Linked DNA regions of Sus scrofa: region 2 is linked to region 1. A link is a contact called in public HiChIP or PLAC-seq data. All regions are on one chromosome and are shown on one strand. The core of a region is the stretch at or near the end of the contact, and the rest is flanking DNA. Distances in the headings are between cores, read along the strand shown. Region 1 holds the start of PITX3 (pituitary homeobox 3). Region 2 overlaps GBF1 (Golgi-specific brefeldin A-resistance guanine nucleotide exchange factor 1).

Region 1 (2,731 bases), core at 151-2,650:
CACAGGGTTTGCTTTGCTAAAGGGCTGCGGTTCGTTCTTTGGGCCTGGGCTCTTGCTCAGTGTGAGGAAGAGTTTAGCTTGCTGACACCAGGCAAAGAGTATGGGGGTGTCTGTTCAGCTGTACTGGAATTAGAGATTGACTGAGTTTGTGAGGGAACTGAAGCTGTCAGGGGCTTGTGCTGGACTCCTCCTTGCCCTCCCATTGCCCTTTGTGGTTCGTTCCTTCCTTTCCTGGTCTTGGTTCCCATTAGCAATCCCACCACTGGCTCTCTCCCCACAAATTTGGATTCTGGGAGTCCAGGGTGATGCTTAGATCTAGCCTGAGTTGGAGAGGGAATGTCTCCTGCCTCCACTTCAACCCAAGGCCAGGCTTCACCCGGCAGCCCTAGGAACAGAGACAAGTTTGCAAAGTGTGAGCTGGGATTTTAGGCAACCCACCACAGCGAACCCCACCGTACACGCAGCAGCTGGGCAGGCGCTGCCGGGTAAATGGACATGCCACTCGGCCAGGGACATTCTGTCCACCGCTGCCCAACACAGCGCCTGCTCCGGAGAGACCAACCTCTCTGCCCCGGACATTCTGTCCGCTCCGAGCCCCGCGCGCTGCGGACATTCCGTCCGATTCCGTGGCTGCCCGAGGTCGGGACCCATCAGGGCCCTGACAACCCAAGCGGACACGCCAGACCCTCCTCCTAGTCACTCGGACTACCCAGACTCGGCCTGAAGCCCGCACAGCGGCCATCTGACCCGGTCGCGGCCCGGCTCTCGGAAAACGGCTCCTATCCCAATTGCGAAGCAGCTGGGAAAAGAAGCGTGTGCGACCAACGCATCGTTGCTTCCAGTCCCTGGAGTCTGAGACCCAGCGTGTGTGTGTGTGTGTGTGTGTGGGGAGGGGTGTCGGGCACCGCCATCTGCCCCCTTGCTGGGCGACCGCCGCCAGCTCCCCCGGCTGGCCAGGGCCTCGGCAACCCCTTTCACTCCCTAGCTGCTGGCCCCGCGCCTCCGGATTCCAGGGTGCTTTCTGGTAATGGTTTCCCGACTCAACTGTCCGCTTCGCAGAGCCCCTGTCCTGACCTCACGTCTCCGACTTCTCTTCGATCCCTTGAGTCTTCCTCTTATCTGTCCTCCGAGTCCTGACGCTAAGTTTCCCTTTTTCTAAGTCCTGGCCCCGGGTCTGCACTCCGCCCTCCCAGTCTCGACCCGTTCCCCAGGCACCGTGCTCCAGTTCAGCCTCCCTAGGTCCCGTTTTAGGGATCCCAAAGTCCAGCCATGGCCCCTCGGCCCCGTGAGTCCCTGTCTCCCGCATGGTCAAGCACTCACAGTGAGTCCCGCAGCAGGCAGACTCCCGGCAGCGGCGGCGGCGGCCGCAGTCTGGAGGGCAAGCAGGGGCCAGAGGCCGGGCACCCGGCCGGGGTGGGGGCCGCCCCCCTGCGCCCAGGCCGCCGCTCCGCTCCGGCGCTCCCGGACTCGCTGGGAGAGAGTGAGCCTCGCCGTGCACTGCCACCCCCCGCCGGCGCCCATTCACTTTATGGCAGCCCAGGGCGCCCCCAGCCCGCCGCGGCGAGCCTCGCGTGTCGGGCCCCGCCCCCTTCCAGCTGCGCTGCCCGGGCTCCACCCTTTCCAGCTGTGAATTTTCTGGCCCCGCCTTCGGGGGCGGGCTCCGGCAGGCGCACAGCCAAGAACTCCGCCCCCTATCCAATCGGAGGCGCTTCTCCGCAACTGGGCCCCGCCCCTCCCCACGTGGCTGAAACCATGCTCCAGCGAGAACGCTTTGGCACAACCAAGCCGGAGCGTAGAGTGGACCGGGTGTCTCCACCGAGCCGGGGCCCGTGATGTGGGGGCCAGACCACCACCCCGAGCGAAGTGGAACGGTGCTGGGGGATAGGGTCAGGTGGAAGTGCGCACGGATTGGGAGAGGCCAACGGGTTTCTGCGCTCAGAATTCGTTGCCGCTCAAGTTTCGGCAATTTTCTCCACTTGTCGCTGTCTGTCTCCCTGCCCTTTTGTCTCTGCTCCAATTCTCCCACATCTCGCCTTTCTTTCCTTTTTTTTCCTCCGCCACCGCTTTGCTCCTGCTGTTTGTCTCTCTCCTTCCTCCTCTGCCACTTTGAAAGACTAATTTCTCTTTCTGCTCCTATTTTTCCTTGCTTCTTTCTCTCTTCCTCTTCTCCGCTATCTCCTCTCCCCTACCCCCCACCTCGCCCTTTTTTCCCCTCTCCTCTAAGGAAGGTGGCTTCATGAAGAAAGCAGAAATTGGAATGAGACAAACCAAAACGGCATTCTAACCCTGCTATCAACTGTGCCATCATCTAGCGACTTTGGACAAGTAACTTTACTATCACTCCCAGCCACTTCCTCAAGTTAAAGGAGGTTCTAACTGGATCTCAGGGCTTGGGCTGGGTAACCCTCAGAGGGCTGGGTAATTTTCCCTGTCAGTCTGCATGCTTGTCTCACCCAGATTAAATTCTCCTAGCCTTAACAGGGCTACCTTCTTGGTGATACCAGGTTAGGTTCTGTGGCCAAGGTGTGTCCTTGGTGCTTGCTGGTTAGGGAGTCGCAAGGGATAGGACAGATGTCCCAAGGAACATAGAGAGTCAGGCTGGGTTGCTAGGTTGCCCCTGATGGTCTTAAGCCCTATCTCATACTGTATGCCTGGTGAATCTGACCAATCATGCCTCTGCTCAAAACCTTTCAATGGTTCCTGTTTGCCTTCAGGATAAAGGCCGAGTTCC
Region 2 (2,731 bases), core at 108-2,607, 110 kb after region 1:
TATGCAGCAGGTGTGGCCAAAATAAAAAATAAAAGAAATTCTAACTATTAAGCAATAATACACCACTTCCCCCTCACCTCAACCTCTGGTAAGATTTTTTTTTTCTTTTTGGTAGTTGTATCATTTCCATAGCATATATATAACACAATTCATTCAGTCACTCTTATTGAGTAATATTTAATATTTAGGTGTTTTTGTTTTTATGCTTTCTAGAGCCTCACGTGCAGCATATGGGAGTTCTAGGCTAGGGTCAAATCGGAGCTGCAGCTGCCAGCCTATGCCACAGCCTCAGCAATGCTGGATCTGAGCCACATTTGTGACCTACACCACAGCCAACAGCAATGCTGGATCCTTAGCCCACTGGGCGAGGCCAGGGATCAAACCCACATCCTCATGGATACTAGTAAGGTTGGTAACCTGTTGAGCTACAGTGGGAACCCTTAGGTTGTTTATTTTGAGCCATTAGAAGTAATGCTGAGGTAAGCATCCTTGTTCATGTGTCTTTATTAATTTTCCTTTTGTGTGACAGATTCCTGTACTTGAAATTTCTGGATTAAAGTCCATGTTATAATTATGTTTTTATATGTACTGCTAGTTTGCTTTTCCAAAAGAGTAAATCATTTGCACTTTCAACAGTAAAGCTTGAGAGTTTCCAATTCCCCAGCCTGTCACCTACACTGAATATTATTGACATCCTTTATTTCTGCAAATTTGGTGTGTGAAAACTGGTCTTTTGTTGTTTTTATTTTCTTGAGTTTGAACATTTGAATTTTTTCTCCTTTGCCTACTATATTATTGAGGAGGGGTTTTTTTCCTTATCAATTTGTAGGAGTTCTTTGTACAGTGAGGATATTAACCCATTGTCTACTGTAGTAGTACAAATATTTTCTCCTGTTCTAGTGTGTATCTGAATTTGTTTATGGTGTCTTTTGGGGATTCCTTTTTTAGTTGGTCTTGTCATTCAGGCTCCTGAATTCTTTTTCTCCTATTGCCTGCCCATGTGCAAGGGTGAGCAACATAGAAAACAGGCAGCTGTCCTTGTTTCTAAGTAAGGAGACAAGAAAAGAGGCAGCTCAGGCAGTAGGTAACTAGAAAGGAAAACAGCCGTCAGTTAAGGCAAGAAAACCCTTTATCTTTTCTGGAAAGTCGGATTTGCTTAACTGAAGCATTCAGGATCCTCAGCGGGTATCTTGGGTGCCAGCTATGTTCTGAATAGATGCATTGGCCTCTCCAGGCACCCTAGTCCTAGCTTCATACTTTTCCTAAGCAAAAAGCAGGGCCAGCTACGTAAAGCCTTACCCTGAGCACCACCTGCAGGTCATCTCTCTTCACAGCCTCCAGTAGCTGCCCTCTGTGCCTTTTCCCTCTGCTCTTTCATCAGTATTACTTCCTCCCCTTCATGGGCTTGGCAGACAAGCTGGTTATTGGAGACCTCAGGCCAGCTGGTCATTGGAGTTTCCGGTGGTGGGGAAAAAAGAATGCTGGAGGTGGTGATCGCAGTGGGCATGAGAAAAGAAACAGGAAGGAGTGTATGAGAGCCAGAGGCAAAGGAGGTGAGATTAGCAGATTTCTCTGCAGTCTTCTCCAGGGTGGCCAGAAAAGGAGGACAGTCTAAAGAAGGGGTCCTAGCAAAGCTCTGTTTAGTGAACCAATCTTTTGTTTAGGCTGCCCTTCTAGAAGGAACAGCCCTCCACCCCTTGGTTTTGTGACCCAAGGCTTCTAGGATTATTTTAGATCCTATTCCAACAACCAGCCTTTTGTGTGACCCTACACAGCTGCCAGACCAGGATTTGTGCCACTGACTACCTTACTTGTGAGGCCCTGCCTGTGATTTTAAGGACCTGTCGTTTGTACCAGTCTTTTTGGAAAATTAACTTTGCCACTTCATTCAAGCTCACAGGATGAGAGTTAGAAAAAGATCAGTAGAGCTTAAACTATTTTAACTCGGGATTACTGAAAAAATGGGAGAAATGGATCCCCCAGGAGTTTGTGAGGTAGGAGCAAGACTGCCATTCACTAGGAGCTCTGAAACACCACACAGCACTGAGAAGGTCCTGGGTCTCCCAAGCAAGGAAAGGTCCTTCTGTGGACCCTAGAGGCCTGAATAAGGGCCCTGTCAGGCAGGATTATGAGGGAGAACTCAGGCTGGGGCCTTGAGAATATAGGATTTTCTGTGTTGATTAGGAGACACTTGGAGAGTTGGGGTGATAGGAGGAGCTGGGTCACCTCCTATACTATTATCATCATGAAATTGGCTTATTCTGCGTGACCTCTAAAGTAGCCATTCATGATACTGAACAGAGGCATGTGGTAATAGGACAAAGAGATTCTTTGACTAGATGTCAAAGACTAACCAGGATGGGAGTTCCCATTGTGGCTCAACAGGTTACCAACCTGACTAGTATCCATGAGGATATGGGTTTGATCCCTGGCCTCACTCGGTGGGTTAAGGATTCGACGTTGCTGTGAGCTGTGGTGTAGGTCACACATGCGGCTCGGATCTGGCATTGCTGTGGCTGTAGCATAGGCCAGCATCTACAGCTCTGATTCGATTCAACCCCTAGCCTGGGAACTTCCACATACTGCAAGTGCGACCCTTAAAACAACAACAACAACAACAAAGACTAACCAGGATGGAAGAGAAAGAAGAAAACAAATGAAAACCACTCATAATTGTTGAAAGTTTTCTGGCTCATTGTTGCAAGAGTAATATTCTGGTTTCTCAGCCATG

Evidence for each region. HiChIP or PLAC-seq counts read pairs in DNA pulled down with a chosen protein or histone mark.
Region 2: an H3K27ac HiChIP or PLAC-seq map of alveolar macrophages shows a contact between it and region 1, with 4 times the contacts expected there. The contact joins the enhancer-like site here to the promoter of PITX3 in region 1. A contact is called at or near these places in 4 of 5 promoter capture datasets (fetal liver, fetal skeletal muscle, liver and 1 more), 26 of 47 Hi-C or Micro-C datasets (adipocytes, alveolar macrophages, brain and 15 more) and 2 of 2 datasets of contacts at active chromatin or transcription factors (alveolar macrophages and skeletal muscle).

The regions. Positions count from the first base shown.
Region 1 is chr14:113,239,993-113,242,723 of Sscrofa11.1, forward strand. PITX3 (pituitary homeobox 3) reads right to left here and starts at 1,401. Exons shown (of 6, transcript XM_021073065.1): 1 at 1,321-1,401.
Region 2 is chr14:113,347,939-113,350,669 of Sscrofa11.1, forward strand. All of the region lies in intron 4 of GBF1 (Golgi-specific brefeldin A-resistance guanine nucleotide exchange factor 1), which reads left to right. Among named protein-coding and RNA genes, the nearest start is that of NFKB2, 57 kb to the right of the region's middle. Within about 2 kb of position 1,358, at least 6 of the 83 cell types and tissues checked have an H3K27ac peak or open chromatin away from gene starts, as enhancers often do. A contact at or near this core is called in alveolar macrophages, fetal skeletal muscle and skeletal muscle, where this site is marked.